Regions from separate parts of the Sus scrofa genome. Here region 1 is linked to region 2. Evidence: chromatin contacts called from public promoter capture Hi-C data. All regions are on one chromosome and are shown on one strand. The core of a region is the stretch at or near the end of the contact, and the rest is flanking DNA. Distances in the headings are between cores, read along the strand shown.

Region 1 (5,157 bases), core at 1,064-3,563, 330 kb before region 2:
ACCGCTTTATTCAGAAGGTTGTTAGGGCTAAAGGGGCGTCCTGAGAGGGGATCGTACAAGTCAGGGGGTCGCCTTCATCTCCTCTTCCCCAGCTTCTCCAAACCTGTCTCCTGTCCCTCGGCCCCAGCACTCACCAGCCTGGTCGGCGAAGGCGGCACAAAGGCACGAGGCCTCTTGGGTCACCCACTCCTCCAACGACTTCTTGCCCAGGCCAAAGTTGCGCAAGGTGGACACCGAGAAGCGCCGCTGCTCGCGCCACGCTTTCCCGTAGCGCGCCAGGATCACTCCTGGGGGCGGAGCAGGCGCGTGGGCGTGGCCCGGGTGCGCCCTGGCCCCGCCCTCTGCCCGCAACCTGCTCTCGCGGGCCCGCGGGTTCTCCACGCCCCGCCCCGCGCTCCGCTCACACAGTCCCGCCCCTTCAGGGGTCGGTCTCGCCCCCAGCTCCTCCCACACTAACCTCACCTCCCAAGCCCCGCCCACTTTGACACCCCTTTCCAGGTCCTCCTCTGCCCGCCTTCCTTGCCCTCCCACTCTCCCCGGCTAGGGCCCGGTCTTGGCCCCACTTTTTGCTTTGCTCATCGTGACCGTTCTGGAAAGGTCCTGGCTCGCCCCGGCTCCGCCCACTTTGACTTCATCCTCCTAGTTCCTCTGGAACTTGACCTTCCCTTCGGTCCGCAGTGGCCCTGGGCCGCCCTCTCTCAGGCCTCACCCTCCTCTGCCTCACACATATTCTTCCTCGCTCAACTCTTGGCCACAGACTCCCTACACCTGCCTGCCGCCCCTTCAAATTCGCTGACTCTTCTTGCACCCAACGTCCACGGCCCTGCCTCCGCCTGGCCCTGCGGGTATCGGGTCATTGCTGGCCCAGTCCCGCCAAGGCGCGGTCCACCCCCTCCTCTGCTTGCCTTCGGAGCGCGGCCCGTAACCCAGGTGCTCTAAGATGAACACAGGTGGGCGGTCGGAGGTTTCATGGCTGTGGGACACCAGCGCCTCCCGCACAGCCGCCAGCCCATTGAGCACGACCACGGGCCTCCAGATCTGCTGCAGGCTGAATACATCCCCAAAGCGGCGCCGCAGCTGCAGGCCAAAGGTCAAAGGCGTTTTGTCAAGTTCAGGCCCCACCAGGCTGCAGGCCTAGCCTCACGGCGTTAGCCTTGGGGGACCCCTGCTGCAAGGACTTCATCCAGCCTTAGGACCCTGGGAGTTACATACATTATGGTCCAGGACCTCAAGTTGCCTCAAATCACCCAGCTATGACTGTGTAAAGGTCACCAAAATTGTCAATAGGCCAAGTTAGCACCCCATTTTACAGGGGAAGAAACCAAGGTTCATAAAGGTGAGCACCGGGGCCCAGGGTCTCAAGGTGACAAAAGATTTGAACCAGATCACTGCACCTCTCTCAGCCTGAACTTCCTGATTTAAATAGAGCTCATGGAGTTCCTGATGTGGCACAGTGGAAACGAACCTGACTAGTAACCATGACGTGGCGGGTTCGATTCCTAGCCTCGCTCAGTGGGTTAAAGATCCAGCATTGCCATGAGCTGTGGTGTAGGCTGAAGACATGGCTCAGATCCTATGTTGCTGTGGCTGTGGTGTAGGCCAGCAGCTGCAGCTCTGATTCGACCCCTAGCCTGGGAACCTCCATATGCTGCAAGTGCGGCCCTAAAAACAAACAAACAAAAAAACAAAATAAAGAAATAAATAGAGCTCATGACCAGATGCCCATCCCCCTTCTCAAGACACTTCCTCCTCTGATGTAATCAGAGGGGCTCAGGCTCACACCATTTAGGTGCTGGCCAACCGAATTCCCAGCCTGTAGCCGAGTCATGTCCACCCCAACCCCCACCTCCACCTTTGCCCTCTCTGAACTTTGCTTGGAAAATCTGAACTGTCCTCAGGAACTGCACAAACACCCTCCCTCAGGAAGCCTCTCGAATCTGCCTCCTCTTCTCAGCCCAGCTCCTAGGCCAGACTGTGGCTTTGTCCAGTGACCACAGTCTGCTGCTGTGTGGGGTCCCTAAGACCTTCACTGCCCACTTCCCACCATCACCTTGCTCACCTGGATAAAGCTGAGACGTGGGTCTTGGAAGTTCACTTGTAGCAGGTTACCCAGCCCAGGCAGTGGCATGGGGCCCGGTGGGTAGCGTGGAGCCCAGCGTGAGCGCCGGTGCATCAAGTCCACCAGGAGCAGGAAGATGACCATGGCCAAGGCCAGGATCCCCAGTAAATCCCCAGTCAGCAGACCCATGGCTGCCTCAGTGCACACTGGGCTCCTCACCGCACCAAGCACCTAAGACCAGGCCATGCAGAGCACTCTGAAGGCTTGACCAGCCTAGGCCCATTTTATAAAGGGAGCCGAGACTGGTCTTTGCCCTCTGCTCTGAGCCAACCTGCCAGGGAGACTGGGCTGCCAGAGGGTGCAAGGGGTGGGGGAGGGGCCCGGGAAAGTCAGGTGTGGGTATGGTGACTGTCCCTCCTGCCCTCTCCATGTGCTTGCCGCAAGGACACAAGAAGTCCTCCTTCACCCTGGCCGGATTCCCACCTCTGTAAAACTTCCAAAGAATCAGACGTCTTTACACTTGACTCTGCCACTCTTGTCACTTAGGGCTCACACTCCCTGATGTGGCCACAGCCTCAGCCCCAGAACATACCCTTGTCCTGCTGCCTCCTGAGTGGCCCAGGTTTTTCAGTGGCACCTGCCCAGTGCTGGAGGGAGATCGTCGTGACCAGAGGGACCATCATGGGGGATAAAGGTCTTGGCATCCCCTCATTTCATTAGAACACTGAACACAGACACAGTCACACACTCATAAACCACCCACACACTGCTTACTCACACGCACACATTTACACACCCACAAACCCACACATTAACACATATGTACCACATGTACGCACACACACCCTCTACTTCTCAGTGGCTGCCCAGACCTGACCCCCTACCCCACCCCACCCCAAGGCTGCTCGCAGGGGTGCTGAGGCCCCTCACCTGGCTGGCTGCTGGCTCAGCCCTTTCTTGGCTTCCACCTGGTTGTGGCCGTGGCCACCGGAGTCTGGGGACGGGGAGGCAGGAGGACTGTTTTCAGAGCTCCCTAGTTCCCTGATGGCCCAGAGACCCTTTCCTGTTTGTTACAATTGGTCCTCGGACCTTCTAGCTCTTGCGGCCGTCCATTGCCTTTCTGTGTCATTTCCTGACTCGGAAAAACGTGGAGGGGGCACTTGCCCTTGTTGACTGAGCTACCAGTCAGCCTCCACGGTGGCTTAGCATAGGCTGTGACTGTCCTCAGAGGAACAGGCCTCATGGATCGTGGGGAACTGGGGTTCTGGGACCTCAAGGAGGCAGGGAAACCAGTTTTAAGGCCATTCTACAAAGAGGGTAAGACCCACGGGCACCCTGGTGACATCTCAGATCCAGCCTGGGGTCTCTCAGCTGGCCTCAGGTGAATGTTCCTGTCCCGTCTGGCAGCAATTTTCCACCCAGGACAGCCAGAGAATCAGGTGGTATGAATGGGGCTGGCAGGATGGTTCAAGTGTTCGTCTCACAGTGCCCTTGGATCAATTGCCTTTGCCTACCCTTGGTTTTGGAGGTGTCATGCTCTCTTCCAAGCAGTCACGCTAATGGACACATGAAGGGCAGTGTCAGACACATCTGTAGTTTAGGCAGGGCCCTCCCCATACTGGGAACCTGTTGCCCAGGACAGGGCGACCTTGAGGATAATCTGCAACCTCAAGGTCAATGGCCTTGACGACCTTGAGGATAATCTGCAACCTTTTGCAATCACTGTGCAATCCTAGCCTCTGTTCACCCAGCACTCACAGGCCAGGCGCTGCTGTTCACTCCCCATCCTCCCCACACTCTGTAATAGGTGGCTTTATGGCCTCCAAAGCGCAGTCTCAGGGATTGCACCAGGGGGTCAGAGTACCATTAGGTGCACCTGAAAACTCACGCTGAGCTACTGGTCTATGCTGGATGTGAACTTCAATCAGGGCCAGCATTTAAGTTACTGAGATTACTTTAGAAACATTCTCAGCCTGCCCTTGCTGGCTTCTGCTCTGGTGAAGCTGTTGCGGCCAGAGGGATGAGCCCCCACTCCCCCGCTCCCCGCCCCTCCATCCCAGTGTCACTGGTGTTCACTGTGTAGGGAAGGCTCCTCTGGATACAGGGACCTGAGACTGAGTCCAGGGTGATGTCAGCAAGACGGCGGAGCAGAAGTGCCAGGCCCTGGGACCCCAAAGTAATGCCGAGCACACCCCCTGGAGAGAGCTCCAGAAAGCGGGTAGGGAGCTGCAGCACCTAGCTGGGTGCTAGGGAAGTTGGTGGCATTTTGTTAGCGCCCCCGCCCCCAGCGCCCATGGAAGAAACCTTTCAGTCCCCACGCCACCCTGGGCACAGGACGAGGGGAAGCTGGGTTTCGCTGCTCAGGGCGCTGCACTCTGGGCCCAGCGGCCTCGCCTCCCCTGGGTTTTGGCTTCTGCAGGATGAGAAAGTTCTGGCTGCACGACAATGTGAATGTACTGAACACTACTGAATGGAGCACTTACTGGTTCAGATGGTCATGCTGTTGTGTTTGTTAATCACCCTTTCAACAGTGGTACGTCCAGGCAATGGAATTTTCTTCAGCACTAAAAAAGAAATGAGCTATCAAGCCATGCAAAGACATGGAAGAACCTTAAACACCCATTACCACATGGAAGAAACCAATCTGAAAAGGCAATTTACTGTGTGACTCCAGATTTTGGAAAAGGCAAAAACTACGGAGACAGGGAATGATCAGTGGTTGCCAGGAGGTTGCGGGGAGGGGACAAAGAGGCGGGGCACAGAGGATTCTTAGGGCAGTGAAACTACTCTGATACTCGAATGTTGATACATGTCTTTTTTTTTTTTTTTGCTTTTTAGGGCTGCACCCGTGGCATATGGAGCTACAGCTGCCAGCCTACAGCACAGCCACAGCAACGCCAGATCCAAGTCATGTCTGTGACTCACACCATGGCTCACGGAAACACCGGCTCCTCAACCCACTGAGCCACGAAGGGAACTCCGGATGCATGTCTTTCTTTGTCCAAACCCACAAGACGTGCTCCAAGAGAGAACCCTAATGGAAACTACGGGCTCTGGGTGAGGTGCTGATGCAAGCTCACCAATCCAAGAAGATGCAT
Region 2 (5,609 bases), core at 1,850-4,349:
GGGATGGAACCCAAGCCGCTACAGTGACACCACCAGATCCTTAACCTGCTAAACCTCAAGGGAACTCCTAAAAACATGTTTTTAAAAAGCCAGCTTCTGGTCACAAGAGAGCCTTCTAGACACCATCTCCGAAGCTCCAGTTAGCTGCTTCCGTCTCACCACTGAGGACTTGGTAGGGGGCCCGTGGGAGCCCCGCCCTGCCTGGAGCCCCCACCCACGCCTCAGGTTCCCTCTCAGAGACGGGCTTACCTCTGTGCAGTATGGGGGCACATTGAGGACAAAAAGGGTCCGCTTCTGAGGCCAGGAAGACTTGGTGCCTCCCCGAACTCTGTGCTCTCTCACATAGAGGTGATGAGAGGCCTGCTGCTTTTCAGAGAACTTGATCGGAATGGCTGGAAGGAAAATGGGGGTGCTGTCAGGTTCAGGCTGTCCCTTCCTAGGCCCGTGTGTCTGTCCGTCCATCCGTCCTTCACTGAACCCTTCCCCTGGGCAAGGGCTCTGCAGACTGAGAGTGAACGAACAGAAAATCAGCCCAGGAGGGGCTCCCAAGCTGGTGGGAGAGAGAAATGAGACAAGTTCAAATTCTGCTGCTCTTGGGGTAAACACCAAAATCCTTAACCGGGGCCACAGGCCCTGTGTGACCCTGGCCACCTCTGCAGCCTCTTCTCACACCATCCTCCTCCCACCACACCACATGCTGGGCCCTCAGGCCTCCTCTGTTCCCCCGGAAGCCAGGGCCTCACACGTGCTGCTCTCTTTACCTGAAACATCAAGCCTCGTCCCTCTGCCCATTCTTCAGGTTTTCAGGTCTCTTCCTCAGTGACAGCCTTACACGCCAGGTTAGATACACCTGCTCTGTGCCTTCTTCTCTCATGGTCTCTAAGTCTCTATTTGTGTGTCTGTGGCTTTTCTTTAAAGTCTTTTAATTTTAATAAAGCATTTTTCAGTGATATATAATCTCTCAGCATCTTTATTCCACATTTGATTTGCCAACAGTCATCCTTGGAGTTCCAGTCGTGGCTCAGTGGTTAACAAATCCGACTAGCATCTATAAGGACGAGGGTTGGATCCCTGGCCTCGCTCAGTGGGTTAAGGATCCTGTGTTGCCATGGCAGTGGTGTAGACCGGCGACTACAGCTCAGATTTGACCCCTAGCCTAGGAACCTCCATATGCCACAGGTGCAGCCCTAAAGAGCCAAAAGAAGGCAAACAAACAAAAGTCATCCTAATGGATGATTCAGCTGTGTGCTCATCTTGCCTGCTGTATAATACTCCATTGTTCTGTGGTTATTTGGATAATCACCGGCTTTCCCACAAATTTTAATCCTCATAAGTTAAAGGCTGTTCTGTTCGTCTCCCCACCTTCTTCAAAGCACAATGAGGATAGTTACAACCCCTGCACTCAGAAAGCTCACATGCTAAAGTGAGAAGAGAGCAAGTAAGTGTGTAACAAGATTTTATCAAGAGAGAAACAAACACATAGAGTGAAGTAGTTGGGGTGGGGGGCGGTGATGGACAGCAGAGGCCCTTGGACCTGCCATCAGGATCGCCTCTTCCAGCAAGCAAATATTAAAGCTTAGACCAGAATGACACAAAGCCCTGTAACAGGGCAGAGGTGAGGAGCTCTGAAGAAGGCACAGTAAGTACAAAAACCCTGAGGATGTAAAGAGCTTGTTGCCTCAGAAGGGCAGAAAGAGGAGTTCCCATCGTGGCGCAGTGGTTAACGAATCCGACTAGGAGCCATGAGGTGGCGGGTTCGGTCCCTGCCCTTGCTGAGTGGGTTAACGATCCGGCGTTGCGTGAGCTGTGTGTAGGTTGCAGATGCGGCTCGGATCCGGTTGCTGTGGCTCTGGTGTAGGCGGTGGCTACAGCTCCGATTGGACCCTAGCCTGGAACTCCATATGCCGTGGAGTGGCCAAGAAATAGCAACAACAAAAAAGACAAAAGACAAAAAAAAAAAAAAAAAAAAAAAAAAAAAGAAGGCAGAAAGAGCTGTAGGTTAGCAGGTGCCAGAATATGAGGGGGCCAGCCACACAGGTCAATGATGTGAGGTGTGGATTTTGTTTTAGGTACTAACTTTAGCCACTGGAGGGAGTTCAGTGAGCATGGGGGGCATAGTTTGCGAGGCAAGCTCTGATGTAGATCTGATTTAAATCTTACTTTAAGGGAATTCCCTTGTGGCACAGCGGGTTAAGGATCCGTGTGTCACTGCCGCGGCGCGGGGGCGCGGGTTCGATCCCTGGCCTAGGAACTTCCACATGCTGCATGCTCGGCCCAGAAGGGAAAAAAAAATCTGACTTTAAAAAGAACATTCTGGAGTTCCCGTCGTGGCACAGTGGTTAACGAATCCGACTAGGAACCATGAGGTTGCGGGTTCAGTCCCTGCCCTTGCTCAGTGGGTTTAACCGTTGCCGTGAGCTGTGGTGTAGGTTGCAGACGCAGCTCGGATCCTGCGTTGCTGTGGCTCTGGCGTAGGCTGGCAGCTACAGCTCCGATTCGACCCTAGCCTGGAACCTCCATATGCTCGGAGCAGCCAAGAAATGCAAAGAAAAAAAAAAAAAAAAAAGAACATTCTGGTTCCCGGGTGAAAAAGAGAAGGCAGGCACAAGGACAGAAACACATACTGGCCCAGGTGAGAGCCGAAGGGGACTAGGAACTGCAAAGAGGTGCAGGTAAGTGGAAGTCGCGCACCTCAGGAGCAGAGTGTAGACAGACACAGGTTCGCCCTGTGAGAGTGTGGACAGAGGTAGATTCACTTAAGGGAAGCGTTAACCACACCAGACTGATCTCGGGCGAGTGGAGCCAGCCGAGAACAGAGCGCCGCGTGGGTCTTGTGGGGCCGCGGCCTCACGACCTTTCGGGCCTTTACGTGCGGCTGCTCCTGGGGGCCGCGAGCCACTGCCGACCCCAGGCCTCTTCCCGGCGAAGCCTAGCCATCCCCTGGCCCCGCGTCCCGCAGCCCCTCACCTGAGTAGCCGGGCGGGCTCAGAAGCCCCTTCTCAGGGTCCCGCGCTGCACGCTTCCTCCTGCGGGCCACCATCTTGTCGACCGGAAGCCGCGGAGGCCCCTGGGAGTTGTAGTTCGGCGGTGGGAGGGACCGTTTCCAAGACGACGGCGCCGCGTGGGGCCCCGCCCTCTCCATTCAGGCCCTCCTCTCGTGCAAACCTCTATCCCACGCCGCCCCAATGTCCCAGCTCCCTCTGGTTGTGCCGGTTGTGCTCGCAGGACCCAACCTTCATTTGCTTGGGAAAAAGTGAGCGCGTGAATGTGGGAGTAAATGGCGTAGACCAGGGCCGTTCAAAGGTGCGATCTCAACTTTCATTTACTCTTTCATCCATTCCACAAATAACAGTGAATGCACTCGGGGGAGTTCCCTGGTGGCTCAGCGAGTTAAGGTTACGGCATCATCCCTGCTGTGACTCAGGTTCAATTCCTGGCTGGGGAGCAGGCACAACCAAAAAACCCCCAAATCTTTCAAAACCAAAACCAAAACCAAAAAACAGCCTTCTCAGAGTTTACATTCTAAAGAAACTATAAACACATGAAGAAGTAAACTATAAAGTACCTGGTGTCATGCAAAGTGCTGAAGAGAAAACCGAAGGTGGAATGGGGAGTGCGGTAAAGAGAAGCGCTGTAATTTTAAATTAGAGGAGGGGAGTTCCTGCTGTGGAGCTGTGGGTTATGGACCCAGTGGTGCCGCTGGGATTCTATCCCTGGCCAGCGAACTTCCATATGCCCAAAAAACAAACGAACAAAAAACAAGGTGATGACCTCACTGAAGCGACATTTGAGCGGCTACTGAGGAAGGTGAGGGAGCAAGGTGTTCATTGGAGAGAGTCCTGGGCAGAAGGAACTGGCAAGAACCACTGGAGCCTACCTGTCACGGTAGAATCAGGAAGGAAGCACAGTGGGCCAAGCTCAGAGAGGATCGGGTAGACCCCCAGAAGCACTTTATTTTTATTTTTTGTCTTTTTAGGGCTGCACCGAGGCATATGGAGGTTCTCAGGCTAGGGGTCGAATTGGAGCTACAGCTGCCGGCCTACACCACAGCTACAGCAATGCAGAATCTGAGCCACATCTGTGACCTACACCACAGCTCACGGAACGCTGGATCCTTAATCCACTGAGCGAGGCCAGGGATGGAAGCCGCCTCCTCACGAATACTAGTCAGGTTCGTTAACCGCTGAGCCACGACGGGAACTCCCAGAAGCACTTTAATTGCTAGTGAGTGTGATGGGGGACCGCTGCGGGATCTTGAGAGAGGAGTGATGTGTAAACAGTCGCTTTAGCTGCTGAGTTGCAATTAGACCGTGGAATGGCCAGGGTAGCAGCAGGATTTCTTAGGACACCATCGCAATAATCTAGAGGAAAGAAGATGGCTTGGTCACCAGGGAAGTGGCAGTGGAGGTGATGAGAAGTGGTCGGATTCTGGGTATGCTTTGAATCATTCCAATAGGATTTAGTGAGAGATGCAGTGTGAGAAAAAAGAGAAATACAGGACTCCTGCCAGGTTTCGATATCTGAACAGCCAGAAGAATGGTGTCATTTGTTGAGATGGGAAGAATGTAGGAAAGATGGGCTTGGAGCAGGAAAGGGTGGGTAGATCCAGACTTCACTGTGGACCATGTTGAGACGGGGAGGTCTGACCTGGGGAAATACACGTGGGAACTGCTGATGTAGAGATGCTATTAAAAGCTAAGAGAGGAATTCCCTTTTGGCGCAGCAGGTAAGAATCTGGTGTTGTCACTGCTGTGTCATGGGTTCAATCCCTAGCCCAGGAACTTCCCCCTGTTTTTCCCCTGATTAGGTACCATTACATACAGCTGAAGTGTCCTATTGCTTAAAGCAGCAGTCGATGCATAACTGTTTCTGTCTAGCATAATTCCATACTGAGAGACACTTGGTCCCAAATACTTTTTTTCTTGAATATTATGAAAGTCCTGTTAACTAATTTGCGATGTGTGACACATAATGGTTGTCTTTAAAAAAAGAAAAATTGGGCATTCCTCTTGTGGCTCAGCAGGTTAGGAACCTGACTAGTATCCGACTAGTATCCAAGAGGATTCAGGTTCAATCCCTGGCCTCGCTCAGTGGGTTAAGGATCTGGTGTTGCCATGAGCTATGGTGTAGGTTGCTGTGGCTCAGATCCCGAGTTGCTGTGGTTGTGGTGTAGGGTGGCAGCTGCACCTCCAATTAGACCCCTAGCCTGGGAACTTCCATATGCCTCGGGTACAGCCCTAAAAAGACAAAAGACCAAAAAGAAGAAAGAAAAGAAAAAAAATTATCTAAAATCCAGCAATTCGGAGTTCCTGCTGTGGCTCAGTGGAAACAAACCCAACTAGTACCTATGAGGACACAGGTTTGATCCCTGGCCTCACTCAGTGGGTTAAGGATCCCTCGTGGCTGTGGCTGTGGTATAGAAATTATTAATTTCTAAAAGCGCCTTCTACAGTTAAAGAGAGAAACAGAGGAGAATGTCCTTTTTTTTTTTTGCCAAGCCTACAGCATGTGTAAGTTCCTGGGCCAGGGATCGAACTTGCGCCACAGCTGAAACCAGAGCCACAGCTGTGACAACTGCCAGATCTTTAACCCATTGAGCCATAAGGGAA

Evidence for each region. Promoter capture Hi-C pulls out the DNA fragments that hold promoters and counts their contacts.
Region 1: a contact with region 2 is called in a promoter capture Hi-C map of fetal skeletal muscle, with 4 times the contacts expected there. The contact joins the promoter of CYP2D25 here to the promoter of RRP7A in region 2. A contact is called at or near these places in 1 of 5 promoter capture datasets (fetal skeletal muscle) and 1 of 2 datasets of contacts at active chromatin or transcription factors (alveolar macrophages).

What each region holds. Positions count from the first base shown.
Region 1 is chr5:6,536,177-6,541,333 of Sscrofa11.1, reverse strand. CYP2D25 (vitamin D3 25-Hydroxylase) reads right to left here and starts at 2,313. Exons shown (of 9, transcript NM_214394.1): 1 at 2,060-2,313; 2 at 906-1,077; 3 at 135-287; 4 at 1-40. The coding sequence starts at 2,248.
Region 2 is chr5:6,205,985-6,211,593 of Sscrofa11.1, reverse strand. It overlaps RRP7A (ribosomal RNA-processing protein 7 homolog A), which reads right to left and starts at 3,099. Exons shown (of 8, transcript XM_021091431.1): 1 at 2,968-3,099; 2 at 250-392. The coding sequence starts at 3,040.